4 separate regions of the Mus musculus genome follow, and regions 2, 3 and 4 are each linked to region 1. A link is a contact called in public Hi-C and promoter capture Hi-C data. All regions are on one chromosome and are shown on one strand. Each heading gives the region's core, a stretch centred on a gene start, on an enhancer-like site or on the middle of the called end of the contact. The rest is flanking DNA. Distances are from core to core; before and after follow the strand shown. Region 1 holds the start of Aste1 (asteroid homolog 1). Region 2 holds the start of Anapc13 (anaphase promoting complex subunit 13). Region 3 holds the start of Ryk (receptor-like tyrosine kinase). Region 4 holds the start of Topbp1 (topoisomerase (DNA) II binding protein 1).

What was found. Promoter capture Hi-C pulls out the DNA fragments that hold promoters and counts their contacts. Hi-C and Micro-C count contacts between places; a contact is called where the count stands out from the background. Capture Hi-C pulls out chosen DNA fragments and counts their contacts.
Region 2: a Hi-C map of regulatory T cells shows a contact between it and region 1, with 9 times the contacts expected there. The contact joins the promoter of Anapc13 here to the promoter of Aste1 in region 1. A contact is called at or near these places in 2 of 39 promoter capture datasets (liver and pre-B cells), 5 of 484 Hi-C or Micro-C datasets (CD4 T cells, CD8 T cells, pre-B cells and 1 more) and 1 of 115 datasets of contacts at active chromatin or transcription factors (thymic regulatory T cells).
Region 3: a promoter capture Hi-C map of liver shows a contact between it and region 1, with 4 times the contacts expected there. The contact joins the promoter of Ryk here to the promoter of Aste1 in region 1.
Region 4: a contact with region 1 is called in a promoter capture Hi-C map of adipose tissue, with 4 times the contacts expected there. The contact joins the promoter of Topbp1 here to the promoter of Aste1 in region 1. A contact is called at or near these places in 2 of 39 promoter capture datasets (liver and pre-B cells), 2 of 484 Hi-C or Micro-C datasets (CD4 T cells and CD8 T cells) and 2 of 9 other capture datasets (adipose tissue and liver).

Annotation. Positions count from the first base shown.
Region 1 is chr9:105,393,562-105,397,054 of GRCm38.p6, forward strand. Aste1 (asteroid homolog 1) reads left to right here and starts at 1,801. Exons shown (of 5, transcript NM_025651.5): 1 at 1,801-2,104; 2 at 2,984-3,493. The coding sequence starts at 3,002. It overlaps Nek11 (NIMA (never in mitosis gene a)-related expressed kinase 11), which reads right to left and starts at 1,726. Exons shown (of 16, transcript NM_172461.3): 1 at 1,635-1,726.
Region 2 is chr9:102,624,409-102,627,901 of GRCm38.p6, forward strand. Anapc13 (anaphase promoting complex subunit 13) reads left to right here and starts at 1,888. Exons shown (of 3, transcript NM_181394.3): 1 at 1,888-1,938. Cep63 (centrosomal protein 63) reads right to left here and starts at 1,716. Exons shown (of 17, transcript NM_001081122.1): 1 at 1,496-1,716. The coding sequence starts at 1,573.
Region 3 is chr9:102,833,012-102,836,504 of GRCm38.p6, forward strand. Ryk (receptor-like tyrosine kinase) reads left to right here and starts at 1,909. Exons shown (of 15, transcript NM_013649.3): 1 at 1,909-2,228. The coding sequence starts at 2,045.
Region 4 is chr9:103,303,361-103,306,853 of GRCm38.p6, forward strand. It overlaps Topbp1 (topoisomerase (DNA) II binding protein 1), which reads left to right and starts at 1,967. Exons shown (of 28, transcript NM_176979.5): 1 at 1,967-2,011; 2 at 2,737-2,827. The coding sequence starts at 2,744.

The sequences.
Region 1 (3,493 bases), core at 551-3,050:
GGCCAACTCCCTGGTGATGCTTTCCTCCCTCTCAGTCTGCTTTGACTCAGCACAGAGTAAATTGGGGTTAAACCCTGATTAGCATATTCTGCTTCCCTTTGCTTTTTGCCCATGTCAACTTTAAATCACAGTTTTGGGGTGTCTGTTTGCTAGACTAGCTATGTGGAAGGATATCAATTCAGTGCCCCCCCCCCATCTTAAGCAAGATCTGATTCCATTTCTATTGTACACACTGGGTACAGAGCTATCTCCTGGATTAGAAGTAAGGACATGCACCTCAGACCTAAGACTGCGTTTTAAAGCTAGCTGACTCTAAGTGTAGTACAGGTGAAGCCACAGTTCCTGAGGGAGCTATGAAATGTTATGAATGGCAGAACTGTCCCATGAGAAAGTATTCCACAAAACACACTCTTACTCCATTCCATCAAAGTGTTGAATGTTTTATTGAAAACTGTGCTTTTGTTTAAAATCTACATGAAAATAGGACTTTACGCTGAATACTATGTACACCTTGGCATTAGGTTTTCATATTCAGCAATTCTAAAACAACGAGAAAAAAATAGTGTTATAGTGTTGACCTGTGGGCTCAACATTTACCACAAAACCTACAAGGACACTCAAACAGAAAAAAAAAAACTGCAAAACATAAAACCTATTTGTAATTTTGTCTTCTTTAAATAATGTACTAATCTGTGGTTTGATCTAGTCCCAGTGAGAGCAATGCCCCTCTCCTCAAGGAAACGTTACTAAAATCTGCAGAATCTAAAGAATAGGTCCTAAAAGGTACCTTCTGTTTGCTTCTTTGACTGGCATAAAAGTGGTGATTTCTAGATAAACTAGGCTGTTCAAAAAAAAAAAATGGCCTCTCTGTCGCCTTTCAGATCACTAATAATAATTCTCAATGTGGAGAGGCGATTAAAGTCCCCACTTAGTAAAGAGCTGAACTCAAGATGGAGGACCAAAGCTTCTATTTGTAATGGAGTAATAAACCCAGCAGTGTGTGAGCAGCCTCTCCAGGCTCATCACACAGAATCAGCTCTGTCGCCCTCATCTCAGTTGGTATCCATGGAATGTACACACACTGCAGGCTGGATCTGAACCTAGGGCAGAGGATGAACTTGGGTGCTAGGGACACAGGTTATGCTTGTATCCCTGGGGCCTAGCTAACAGCTGACATACAGTTGTTAGCAAACGTTTGGAGAGCGAAGAAAGATCCAGCATACCAAATGTGACCCAAAGACAAGTAAAGGAAAGAAAACATAATAGGAACTAGAAGAAAGCTGAGAGACGCCCACTTTGTGCTAACCATCCCTGGGGTACCCATCCCGCTGGGGCAGGTAAAGAGAAAGTCAAGTGTTTACCGATGGTAAGAACTGAGTGGTTTATGTCCATGTCAAAAAACCCAAAAAACTAGGAAGCTGTTTTGACCTGAGGTTCTGCTAACTAAATCTGACCTGAGAAGTAAACTCTAACCCTGAGGTAAAACGAAAAAACTTGTCTCTTCAACAAATAAACCTTAAGTTTTTCGCGGAGCGCGTGAATGTATATCGAGGAGCAGGGCGCTTAGTCTCCCGAAGGGGAATGCGGTCCAGGGGCTGTGGGACCCGGCTGCCCGAGAGATCCACTTTCATTACCTTTACAGGTCCCCAGCCTGCGGCGCCCGGCCAAGCCTCCGTCAGCCTAGAGCTCGCTGCCTCGGAGGGCGTGGTTGTTTAACATCGTCGCCACGGAGACGGCGCGGGGGCTGCTGGGAAGTCGACGTTCCGGCGTCCAATCCAACGGAAGCGCGCCGGACCCTTCGAGGCGTGGCGAAGCGAGCAGGGTGAGGAGGCGGCCGCAAGTGTGAGAGGAATGGCTCAACCTCTCACACCAAGTTCCCACCACCCGGCCCGAAAGCATTTTCTCCTCCAGGGAGAGCCCTCAGCTTCTCGGAGCCAGGCTTCCCAGTGACGTCGTTCGCAGCACTTCCTGTTTCCGCTCGCGGTCTTCCACGCACCCGCGGGTCTGCCGTTTCTCCCCGGGATCCTACCTGCTGCTGCTGGTGAAGTGAGCCGGCGGTCGGGCGGAAGCAGCCGGCGGATCCGGAGGGCAGGAGCAGGTTGAGGTAGGAAGATTGGTGGTTGAGGAATTAGATCCTACCTTTTCCTGCCCTTTGCTTGCATTCCTTGAGCTACTTCGCTCAAGGTCAAGTCATTAGTTTACAGTGAGTTCGCAGAAACCACATGACAAACCGGGAAAGACATGACGATTCAGAATTAAAAAGTGTTGAGATGTTGGCCGAGGTGGATCTGAGGTGAGATAAAAAATCAAGTGCAATAATGTAAGCTGATACCAAAGGCAAAAAATTCAGGAGGATGCATTTTTTTATGTGGTAGCCCCACAAAAATCAAAATGCAAAAATTCCAAGGTTGGCAAAACTTTCACGATTTTAAACACGGGCAAGGCTGGCAATAGCATCGTGCTAAGCGATATTTGAAGCCAGAGGCGAGGGGGGAAACCAGTAATACTAATCCTATGAGTTGTTAGCCAGATAGGCCATTAGTAAGGGGGTGTAAGAATCCAGTTGAGGTTGAAATTGTATACTTGGGATCCTAGAAGCATAAAGCTGTGTTTTTCCTTAGCTCAAACTACTCTCCAATGTACCCTACACTCAAGACCTGTAACAAGGGTCTAGTTATCCATAAGGAAAAAAAAAATTGGCTCATTATGTGTCTTATGCTGGGTTGTCATTTTTATAGCTTAGGACTTTTGGCCTTGACCCTCACAAAACAGATTTCTTCCTTTATCTCTATATGGGCTGCCATGAGGTGGTGTGGCCTAGATATAAGTTCTGTCTTCCACCTCCAATAATCCAATCAAGCAAAGTTCCTCAACAGCGTATCCTGCAGTTTGGGTCTTGATTGATTCTAGATATACTCAGATTGACAACCAAGAATAGCCATCAAAAAGACCAGCAATTGATTTTTTTTGTTTGTTTCAACAGGGATTTCTGTCGATCATCATGGGTATTCGGGGACTAATGAGCTTTGTGGAAGATTATAGTAATGAATTCTTCGTTGATTTGAAATTGCGGAACACAAAACTTATCATTGATGGCTATTCTCTCTTCCACCGACTTTGCTTCAATTCTGACTTGGAGCTCAGGTATGGAGGAGACTATGATTTATTCGCAGATGTTGTACAGAAATTCTTTGAATCACTGTTTGTGTGTCATATTTGTCCGTATGTTGTATTAGATGGAGGATGTGACATTTCAGATAAAAAGCTGACAACTTTGAAGGATCGAGCAAAAGAGAAGATCCAAGCAGCCCGTTCCCTTTCTCTTGGTGGGGGTGGGAATGTGTGCCCCTTACTCATCCGAGAAGTGTTCATACAGGTTTTGATCAGGCTTGAGGTATGTTTCGTACAGAGCTTTTCAGAAGCAGATCGGGACATTATGACACTTGCCAATCACTGGAATTGTCCTGTGCTATCATCGGATAGTGACTTTTGC
Region 2 (3,493 bases), core at 638-3,137, 2.8 Mb before region 1:
ACACATATAATACATGTATATAATATATATGTATATATATGAAAGAAAGAAATTGAGGGTTTTGATTATTGATTAGAGGGTTTTGAAGGCCTAGCAACCGAATGCAGCTGACAGTTCTCTGTAGGACTTTGGTCTACAAGTCTACAACTTTGGTATTACAAGCACATATGGAATAGCTGAAGAACCTGAACTCACCGGACACTGACACTGTGTGCTTTTTATAAATTTGTACTGATGTAAAAATAGTACTGTGGTTTTTGTAAAACTTAAAAAAGCAACTCTAGCCTTTGGCATGGGGAGCACCTTAAGCTATGACAGTGTGGACTAATGCTGTCACCATCAGCCACCACACAGTACAGGAAAGCCTAAGTAACCGGTCCCTACCGCTCCACGGGAGGAAGCAGCAGCAGCATGATTAACAATATCTCCATTGTTTCTGAAACTTCAGCATATACACATTTTAAAGGGACATGTGTCTGTGGTTTAAGTCTCTAACCCTCTTTAGTTTCGCAGCCTCCTTTACTATACTGACCACTGAGGACGACACAGTAAAAGACAGAGAGCACGGGACAAAAATTAACCTAAAAATGGCGCTGCATTCCAAATAAGATAATTCGTTTCATCATATCGTTAAGCTGCAGCCTTTAAGAATAAGTGTAAAAGCCGGGCGTGGTGGCGCACGCCTTTAATCCCAGCACTCGGGAGGCAGAGGCAGGCGGATTTCTGAGTTCGAGGACAGCCTGGTCTACAGAGTGAGTTCCAGAACAGCCAGGGCTACACAGAGAAACCCTGTCTCGAAAAACAAAACAAAAAAAAAAAGTGTAAAAAGCTAAAGATAACTATAGCCATTGATCTCTGACTTACATACAAAATATAAAATACAAATATTCGAGTTGTACAAAGAGCTATAATAAAGTAATACATTTTTGAAACTCTAAATTGGCCTCAAGAAAGCCAGGCGAGGTGGCGCGGATCCTTAATTAGGAGACATAGGTAGGCCCATCTCTGAGTTTGAGGCCAGCCTGGTCTACACTGCAAGTTCCAGATCATAGCTACAAAGGAGAGCCAGCGCTAGTTGGGGAGAATGGGGAGCACTTTTGGCAACAAGTCTACAGTCTGTAAATGAAAACTAGGTCTGACATCAGAATGCACTAACTCCACGATTTTGTAAAGGACAAAAGCCCATTCACTGTCAAGTGTCTCCGCGTGAAAGCGCTGTTGTGGAATTCCCCTTTCCAAACTTTCACTCCACCAATCTTGTTTCCTATGCTTGACTTGAAAGCGTGAAGCCATCTGCAATTCCCCTGCCATCAGGGGTTCCCGCCACATTTCCGCACCTCTCATACTAACATCACCAAGGAACCCTGCGGGCTTCCCGCTGGGCGGCTAACGCTAAGGCCTGGTCCTACACCGGCGGCAGCAGCAGCAGCCGGGTCCCTTCCCGGGAGCCATGCAGCCCACAGCCCGCAGCCCGCCCTCCCGCAGGCCGAAGCACCTGGCCGGCCAGCCCAGAGTCCCATAGGGAGGAGGAGGAACCCAGGGGCGCGACGACCGGGCAGCCGCAACCCGGCATTGGAAAGCCCCGCGGCAGGTGGGCCGCAACGAGCTGCGGCCGCGGGCCATGAGGCCTGGAGCCTAGCGGCACCACCGTGGCCAGGGCCGAGACCGCACCACAGTTAGCCGCAGCTCGCCCGTCTTTGGGGCATGCGGTCGGTTACAGAGCGCGCCCCCGGCAGAGCGCGCCTCCGGCGGAGCGCGCCCCCGGGCCTGCCCGCCGTTCCTCCGGCCGGGGATGCGCGCAAGTCACAACAAATCGCTGTCCGTCCCGCCCCCTGCCGCAGCGCTTGGACTCACCCACATCCGGGGCTTGAGAGCGCCGCGAGTCACGTGACCCAGAAGAAGGGCGGGGCCGGGAGGAAGCCGACGCGCGCGCAGTGGGTAAGGGTTTTTCGCGCCCGCGGCCCGGGTTTCCGAGGGTGGCCAAGCGTTCGCCCTCGAACTCCGGCGTCTACCGCTTCCAGAGGCGCGGGCCGGTACTTTCAACCGAGCTTCAGAGCCACTTCTTTACTGCACGCTGTGCGGAGTGGAACGGAGCCCCCATGGCGACGCTCGACCTCCCCCCTTGCACTTCCGCATGTAGTATCCTCCCACCCCTCGAACCGGAAGTCGCTGCAGCGGGTGACTGTAGTGTCCCAGGATGGTGGCCTCCGAGGGCCATTTTAGTGTAGGCGCCGTGCTCGTAGCTTAGAAATACATTTACAAAGCTGTGTGCATGAAAGGTGTGTATGTCTCATAGGACGTACGCATCTAATGTCTAGAAAGAGATATCCGGGCAATGTGACAAGCTTTCCTCCTGTTGTCACGTATTGTGCCCAGAGATCTAGGGGACTGGTGAAGGAATGGACCCTTGGGACTGCACTCAGCCTGGGGTCTAAAGGAAACAATCTGAGAGCTGAGAGTTTGATATTATCTGGTATCCGGAGCGGGGGAACTTTCTGTTTACGTAAAGGGTGAGCACCCGAGCACCTGACCCAGGAAAATAGATGTGTTTGGAAGGACGGCCAAGCATAAGTGATGAGGGACGGGGGTGGGTGAAAAGCGTGCTAGTTTCTAAGCATGTAGAAGAGAGTCATGTTACAAAGTATTGAGGCGAACTTGTGGAAAGACTGGGTATCCTTACATTACCGCTGGAGACAGTAGTACCCTGCCAGTCAGTCACAAAGCTGACCTGACTTGTTTCATAGATCATTTGAGGCAAGCAGCAAAGCATTCAAGGACAGAGCCTGCTGAAAAGCTGGAGAGAAAGTCAGAGCACTTTAGAAAAAGGTGCAATCCATAGGGACTGGGAAAGTCAGCACCAGAAGGTGTGAAATGCAGCCCAAGGCTCAGCTACAAAAACAAAAGGCTTGTCAAACCCTGAGGGGTGATTAGAAGTGGCCCTTCAGCTGGCTTTGCGTTATCCACTAGCTAGGGTCTGGTTATGTCTGAGGAAAACTGCTAAGTTATCACCTGGTTTTAACGTGGCAGAGGGAGCTTCAGTGTGTGTGTGTGTGTATACGCGTACACGAAAGTTGTGGTGGTGGGGGAGATTTCTGCGTACAGGTGGAGTTGTAGATGAGTGTAGAGGCCAGAGGTCAACATCAGTGTCTTCCTTTATTACTTTGAATCTTAAACCTGGAGCTTTCTGATTCAGTTAAACTGCCTGGCCTGGCAGCTTCCCAGAGAACACAAGTGTGCCATCGTGCCAGGCTTTTTCTGCGGGTGCCAGGAATCTGAATTCAGGTCTTTTTGCTTGCACAGCAAGCACTTCACTCCACTGAACCTCCTCCCAGGCCCCAGGTTGTTTAATTTTTTAAAGTAAAAAGCCCTTTCCCTCCTACAGACTAGGTAGATAGCGCTAGCTTGCTTGCCTTTATTCTGTTGGAGGCAAGCACATAGCCGCGTAGCACAGTTTGTTTCTTGTATGAGTCTCCCTTCTCTCGGAAACAGAACA
Region 3 (3,493 bases), core at 659-3,158, 2.6 Mb before region 1:
CCCAGGTGTTTTATTTATAGCTTCTCCAATTAAATCCTTGTAAAAGCCCTGCAAGTCAGGCCTTACCGCTGGTGCTTAACCGAGGCTAGGAGAGTTTAATTTTCCCAAGGCCACACCATTGATAAATACCAGTGCTTAGTCCCGCTTGACTGACACCTTTGGGATATATTGTATCATAGTATCTCAAGATGTCACTGGCTAAAGATATGGAAGTAAACCAGCCTCTAGAAGACTCAGCTTCCATTCTTGGAGATTATTAGCTTGCTGCAAAAAATGTAGACAGCAAACCTTTGCTTTCAAGACGGCTCCGCCCCCACCCCCTTTGTTTTCTTGAGTAGAGAGCCCTGTTCACAGCATAGGTTCCTAGAGTCCTTCCTGGCAGGGCCCTGGTTCCCTACGAGGTAGCTGTGGCCACAGGTGACTTGTGTTTTTCATCATTCACTGATGGCATGCTTTTGTTCAGTTCATGCCCACTTCCTGGTCTCTTCCTGCAGGGCACTGTATTCTGTGCTGGGGAACTGAAGCTTGACAAATTGAGGCCAGCTTGTCTCCAAATGGAATCCATCCCTCTCACTACAGGAGAGAGGGGGGAAAAATATCAAGATCCAACTATCCTCCTCTTCGGTCTCTCTCCCTGCCCTGGCAGGGGATACAGGTAATATCTCTCAGGGCCTGCGTGTGGATGGGCAACTGGGAGCTTGAAGCTAGGCCGGGCAGAAAGCAGCTGCTCTCCACAGGCAAGGAGGGAGGCATAAGGTCAGTGAACGGGTCACAGGGATGGGATGACCCTGTTCTGGAGGAAGTGAGAAGGGATGCTTGGGAGCCAGCCTGAGTGATGGCTTGTGGAGTAAGCTTGACTGGGGCTTCCCCAAATTCTTCATCAGAGTCTCTGGGATGTATCAGAGATCCTTAACCGGTTTAGGGAGACAAGGGCTTCCTAGAGCAAGGGATGAAATGTAAAAACCACTCTCCAGTATGTGAAAGCACCCATGCACACAGACAGCCATGTACAGCCATAAGCACACACTCACATACATTCCATGTTTTGGAGGGGGGGGCTGGCATGGACCACAGGTTAAAAGCCCAGATACAGGTTGATTTACAGTAAAGGAGAACTAGGATAATAAAAGTTCGTCACATGTAAAAATAAGCTTGCTGGGCATGGGTGGCACAGGCCTTTAATCCTGGCACTTGGGAAGCAGAGGCAGGCAGATCTCTGTGAGTTCAAGGCCAGCTTGGTCTACATAGCAAGTTCCATGCGGGCCAGGGCTACATAGTGAGACCCTGTCTCAAAACAAACAAACAAACAAACAAACTGTAAACCAAAATACAAAATAAAAAGTTTACTAAGGTTTTATGAGTTTTTTTTGTTTTTGTTTTTGCTTTCTGGAAAGTGTGTGGCATGTGAATTTTAGGGAACAGACATGCTAACTAGAGGCTGACCTCTGATGGTGGGATAAGGGAAGATTTCTACGTACCCGTCCCTTCTCACTAAATAAAACAGCATTCTTTTCTTTTGAGACAGCATCCAAGACTCAGGGCGCACCTGGGGAAGAATAAAGAGACCAACCGACTCTAGGCCTCAACGACTTGGGCTGGGGACTGGCTATATTAGCCTAGAGCCCTTCGCCTGGCCAGGGCACTTCATTATTGTTTTTGATTAGTTTGTGTCTCTTTAACTCATTTCCTTTATTCCTCGCGCGTTTCAGCCTGGCAAACAACGTAATGTTATTTATACCAACCCCTACGCGCGGCCCCCACCCCGACCTCAGGTCTGAGACGCTCTCCCGTGCACGCGCGCCCCAGAACCAGGCGCTCTCGGTCGGGCGGCACATGCGTGCGCGCCCTCGCGCACGGCGGGCACGCGCACGCGCGCGTCTCCGCCCGCAGCTCGCCCCCCCACCCCCTCCCGTTCCCGGGCGGCGGGTCTGAAGCGGCGGCGCGATGAGCTGGCCGGCCGCCCCCGGCTCGGGGCTGTGAGGCGCTCGGGGCCGGGGTGCGCGGCGGCGCGGCGGGCGGCGGACGCTCCTGCTCGGCGGCGGCCATGCGCGCGGGCCGGGGCGGCGTCCCGGGGAGCGGCGGCCTGAGGGCCCCGCCGCCGCCGCTGCTGCTGCTGCTGCTGGCGATGCTGCCCGCCGCCGCCCCGCGGTCCCCGGCCCTGGCCGCCGCTCCTGCGGGACCCAGCGTGAGCCTCTACCTGAGCGAGGACGAGGTGCGCCGGCTGCTTGGTGAGTGGCGCGGCTCCCGGGGCCTCGTGAGCCCGCGGTGCTGCCGCTGCGCCGCCCGCGCTCTCTCTCTCTCTCTCCCTCTCTGCAGCCTCCCTGCGCGTGTCACTCTAGGCCGCGGAGCTCCGGAGCCTCGGAGTCGGCGCTCGGGACACGGGTGGCCGCTCCTTAGCCTGCTGTGGGTGGCCCACAGGCCACGCCGCCGCCGTGCGCTTGCTTTCTGGTTAGCGAGTGGGGGGCAAGGTGAGCCGGGCGCCCTGAGTTGTGTGGCATCCTGCACACCTTCGGGCCGACCGGATCCCAAGCATCGGGGTTTGCCTTGGGTTCCTTGAGTGTGACCTGATGCTGCCGTTCCAGGCCACTTGCCTACTCTGCAGACCCTGAAGCGAGAGGAGAACTTGGCTTTGGGGTCCGTCGGCGGTGGTTCCGTTTACCTGTTTAGCCCGTTGTTTGGGGAGTCCGACTCTGCCCTCCGCTTGGAACTCTGTGCATTCTGAAAATCAGCCCTTGAAGGAAGGCCTGGCCAGCCATCAAAAGGAAGTCTCTGATAGTTAGGGATACCCAGCTTTTGCCGTCTTTTGTGCATTAAGGCAGTCCCTTCACTTTTTATCGGGGTGTTTTAGAGTGAAGTGTTGGAACTGGAAAGGTCTCCCCCTAAATATCCATTAAGTGTCACTTTTTTAGTGAGCGAGTATGCCTCCCCCAAGTGTGTGTGTGTGTGTGTGTGGTGTGCGCGCGCGTGTGTATGCGTATGTGTGTATTAGAGGAGGTTTTTTTGTTTGTTTGTTTGTTTGTTTGTTTTGTTTTGTTTTTCCTTTCCAGACAGGGACTTTATGTAGCCTGGGCTGTTTTGGAATCCACTATGTAGACCAGGTTGGCCTCAAGCTCACAGAGAGCCTTCTGCCTGTTAGAAGAGTTTCTTAGGGTCTGTTGAGAGAGTTTAGCCTCGGAATGAAAACTGCTTTTAGCAGACTGTTTAGACATAGTTGTATGTGTAGGTTTATCGGCTTTAACTAAAGAACTGTGTTTTCCTAACATCCTAATTTAACCTTCCTTATAGTCTAGTTGAATTAGCTGAATTTAGTCTAGCAGAATTGAAATGGCATCTGAGTTACGCCTGGAGCATGGGAGAAAGGCTTGGGAAAAAATAACGATTTGTAGTGCGGCTCCTAGGCGTGCTTTTGTAAGGGTTGTTTTTGTTGTTGTTAAAAGAACTTACGTAATTGTGACTTTATTGACATGTATTTCCTCTCCTGCCTTAGCCAGGA
Region 4 (3,493 bases), core at 717-3,216, 2.1 Mb before region 1:
GACTTTTATGCTAGGCAAGTGCTCTACCAACTGAGCTACATCCTCAGACCCTTACCTCCAATACTAAGTATTTCCCTTCTTTTCCCTAGTGGGCATTTACCTCTGCGCCAGTGTTATCGATATCCTGTAAATGAAAAAAGTTAATGATACCTTTAAAGCAGGACCATTATAATCACTACAGTGACCAGCAACCCTAAATATATTGTACTTAAAAGAATAGAGTTTGTGTTGGGCGTGGTGGCATACCTTTAATCTCAGCATTCCGGGAGGCAAAGGCAAGATCTCTTGAGTTCAAGGCCAACCTGTCCTACACAGTGAGTTCCAGGACAGCCAAGGCTATGCAGAAACTCTGTCTCAAAAAATAAAATAAAATAAAATAAAGCTGGGGGTGGCTAATAATTCAGCATTTTATCAATAATTTACCCTTAGCAACTTTTTTTTGTTTTTGTTTGTTTGTTTGTTTGTTTGTTTTTCGAGACAGGGTTTCTCTGTGTAGCCCAGACTGTCCTGGAACTCACTTTGTAGACCAGGCTGGTCTTGAACTCAGAAATCCCGCCTGCCTCTGTCTCTGCCTCCTGAGTGCTGGGATTAAAGGCGTGATCCACCACTGCCCCCGGCTACCCTTAGCAACTTTTAAGAGGTAACATAAGAATGGGGTTTTGGTTAGAACCTAAGAGTTTTCTTACTGTAGATAGGCCAGAATAGTCAGATATTACCTGGGGACAGTGAAAAATGAGAAAGGGCATGAGCTATCAAAGGTGGCAGGATCTAACTGGATTTTTACAAGGAGAACGACCAGTAGTCAGACTACAGGTTTGGCTAAGTAAAGATTCTTTGTCACAAAATGCCGGAAGTACACATCAGAAAAGAAAAAAACCAACTTCTGTAATAAACTGTGCCGGGAAAATTGGATAGCCATACATAAAAGAAGGAAACTAGATCTTAATCTCTCTTGCGTTACACAAATATCAACTCCAAATGGATTAAAGACCTTAATGTCAGAACTGAAATCCTGAAACCAAAATAGTCAAGGGCTTTCTGAATAGGGCCCTAGTTGCTCAGGATATAATACGAACAACGGACAAATGAAATGGGATTGCGTGAAGTTAAAAGGTTGTGCACAGCAAAGAAAAATTAATCAAATGAATAAGCATACAGATGGGAGAAAATCTTTGCCAATTATACACCTGATAGAGGATATCTAGAAATACTTTTTTTTGGGGGGGGGGGGGTGGAGTTTCAAGACAGGTTTCTCTATATAGTCCTGGCTGTCCTGGAACTCACTTTGTAGACCAGGCTGGCAACTCAGAAATCCGCCTGCCTCTGCCTCCCAAGTGCTGGGATTAAAGGTGTGCTCTACCACTGCTCGGCTTAGAAATACATATTTTAAAAGTCTTGAATGTGAATATAACCTAATCAATAATCTAGCGTGCCTTTCATCACCCAGTCTTCTTTCCGTTACTGTTTTTGGCTTTGGTAAGGATTGATTGTTCATCCACTTTGGGGAGTCAGACCTTGACTTTCTTAACATCCTCCCACCCACAAGCCGCTATTAGCTTCATGCGCTGCCCCGGCACCGTCAGGAGAACTCGCCACTGGACCCCCTCGCCCCACTTCTGCACGTTCTGGACTTAAGGCTGATCGGTCCGGCCGCCCGCAGGCCCTCGCCACGAACGATGAGCTGCGCCGCAGCCGAAACTGTTGCCGCAAACCCAGACCCCAGAGCATCTCGGGAAAGCGTGCCCAAGGACCGCCCTCTTCCGACCGCTCCGCTTCCCAGAGCGGGGGCCCCGATGACGCCACTTCCTCCGGAAGAGGTGTGGCGTCCGCTCGGTTGGCGCGAAAGTCGGTTCCCGGTCTTGGCCCTTCCGGGTTCTGCAGCGTTAGCTTCGGGTTGGGGGCGCCGCCGAGGGCGGGGGCTGCGCGCCGGGCTGGCGCCCGACCCCAGCCGCCGTCCTGCCGGCCGCGCGCCCCCCGACTTGGTGCCCGTGGGCCCTCGGGCTCCACCTAGGTGAGCGAGCTTCGGCTCCTCCCGGCCGGCGTGGCCGCCCGGCGCCTCTTGCGGCCTTCGCGCCTCTCCTAACCGGCGGGTGGGCCTCAGGTCCCTGGGGAGCCGCGGCCTGGACGCTCCTTTCCCTGGGAGCTGGGCCGAGCGTGCACGACCTTGCACGGTGGCTGCTTGCGTTCAGAGTTCGTTAACTTAGGAGCAAATCTTGCGGGCTGTGGGTACCCGTAGCCGCAGCGGCGCCCTGCGTCGTCTTAAGCCCCATGCAAGTGAACAGTGAGTGACTGAGGACCAAACCAAGGGTCTCAGGGGATTCAATCAGGAACGTTCATTTTGTTCTCACGTTTGCAAGGATCCGTGTCCTTTTTTTTCTTCTTCGACTTTGCCCACCTTCTGGGGCCCTTTGTAAACATCTTGAATGAATTGATGAACCAAGCCAGATAGCTATGTCTTAGGCACTCTTGTCTGCATAAGAAAATAGTTGATTTGCAGGCCGGGCGGTAGTGGCACACTCCCTTTTTTGCCAGCTTGAGTGAGGCAGAGGCCGAGCATCTCTTGAGTGCCAGGCAGACCTAGTCTACAGAGCGAATTCCAGGACTGCCAGGGCTTGTCTCAAAACTAAAAAAAAAAAAAAAAAAAACCAAAAACCCTACAAAAATAGTTGACTTGTACATTTAATTCCCTGATTGACTGACTGACTTTTGTTCTTCTTGACTGCCTTATTCTCACAGTTCAGCTATGTCCAGAAATGACCAAGAGCCGTTTCTTGTGAAGTTTTTAAAGTCTTCGGACAATTCAGAATGCTTTTTTAAAGCTCTTGAGGTAAGAATTAATGGATATGTCTTATTTGATACTTGAGCTCATTTTCATGTTTTAAATGTTTTTGCTTTGTTGGATTTTATGTCTTAGAAGTAGATAATTTTAATGAAATTTTGCTATAGCATATGCTTAATACAGATAAATCACTGCTATATAATTTTTAGTTGATGCAAGTTTACCATTATATTTTTTGGGAGGATTGAAATCTATTGTGACAATTGGATGTTAACCTACAGTTTGATCCCCTACCCCCGCCCGGTCTGTGTCTGTTTGTGTGTGTGTCTGAGCCATCTTCCCAGTCCTCTGACTTAGAGTTCCTGACTTGTTTTGTTTACTAACCCCATTGATCCTTTAAGCACTGAAAAACGGAGTCACAATGCAATAGTTTTGGTTCATTGCTTGCTCTCTCTCTTTCTCTCTGTCTCTCTCTCTCTGTCTCTCATACACACACACACACACACACACACACACACACACACACACACACATATTCATGAATGAATGAATGATGGGAGTAGTTTTGAGCTTTGCCATTCACAAACCCTAGTAATGTCCTTGTAGCTTGGGAATCTATTAGAAATGCAGAGCCTTGGGATCCCAACCCACATTTGACAATTAGAATATGCATTTTAAACAAAAGTCCCAGTGCATATTCAGGTTTGAGAAGTT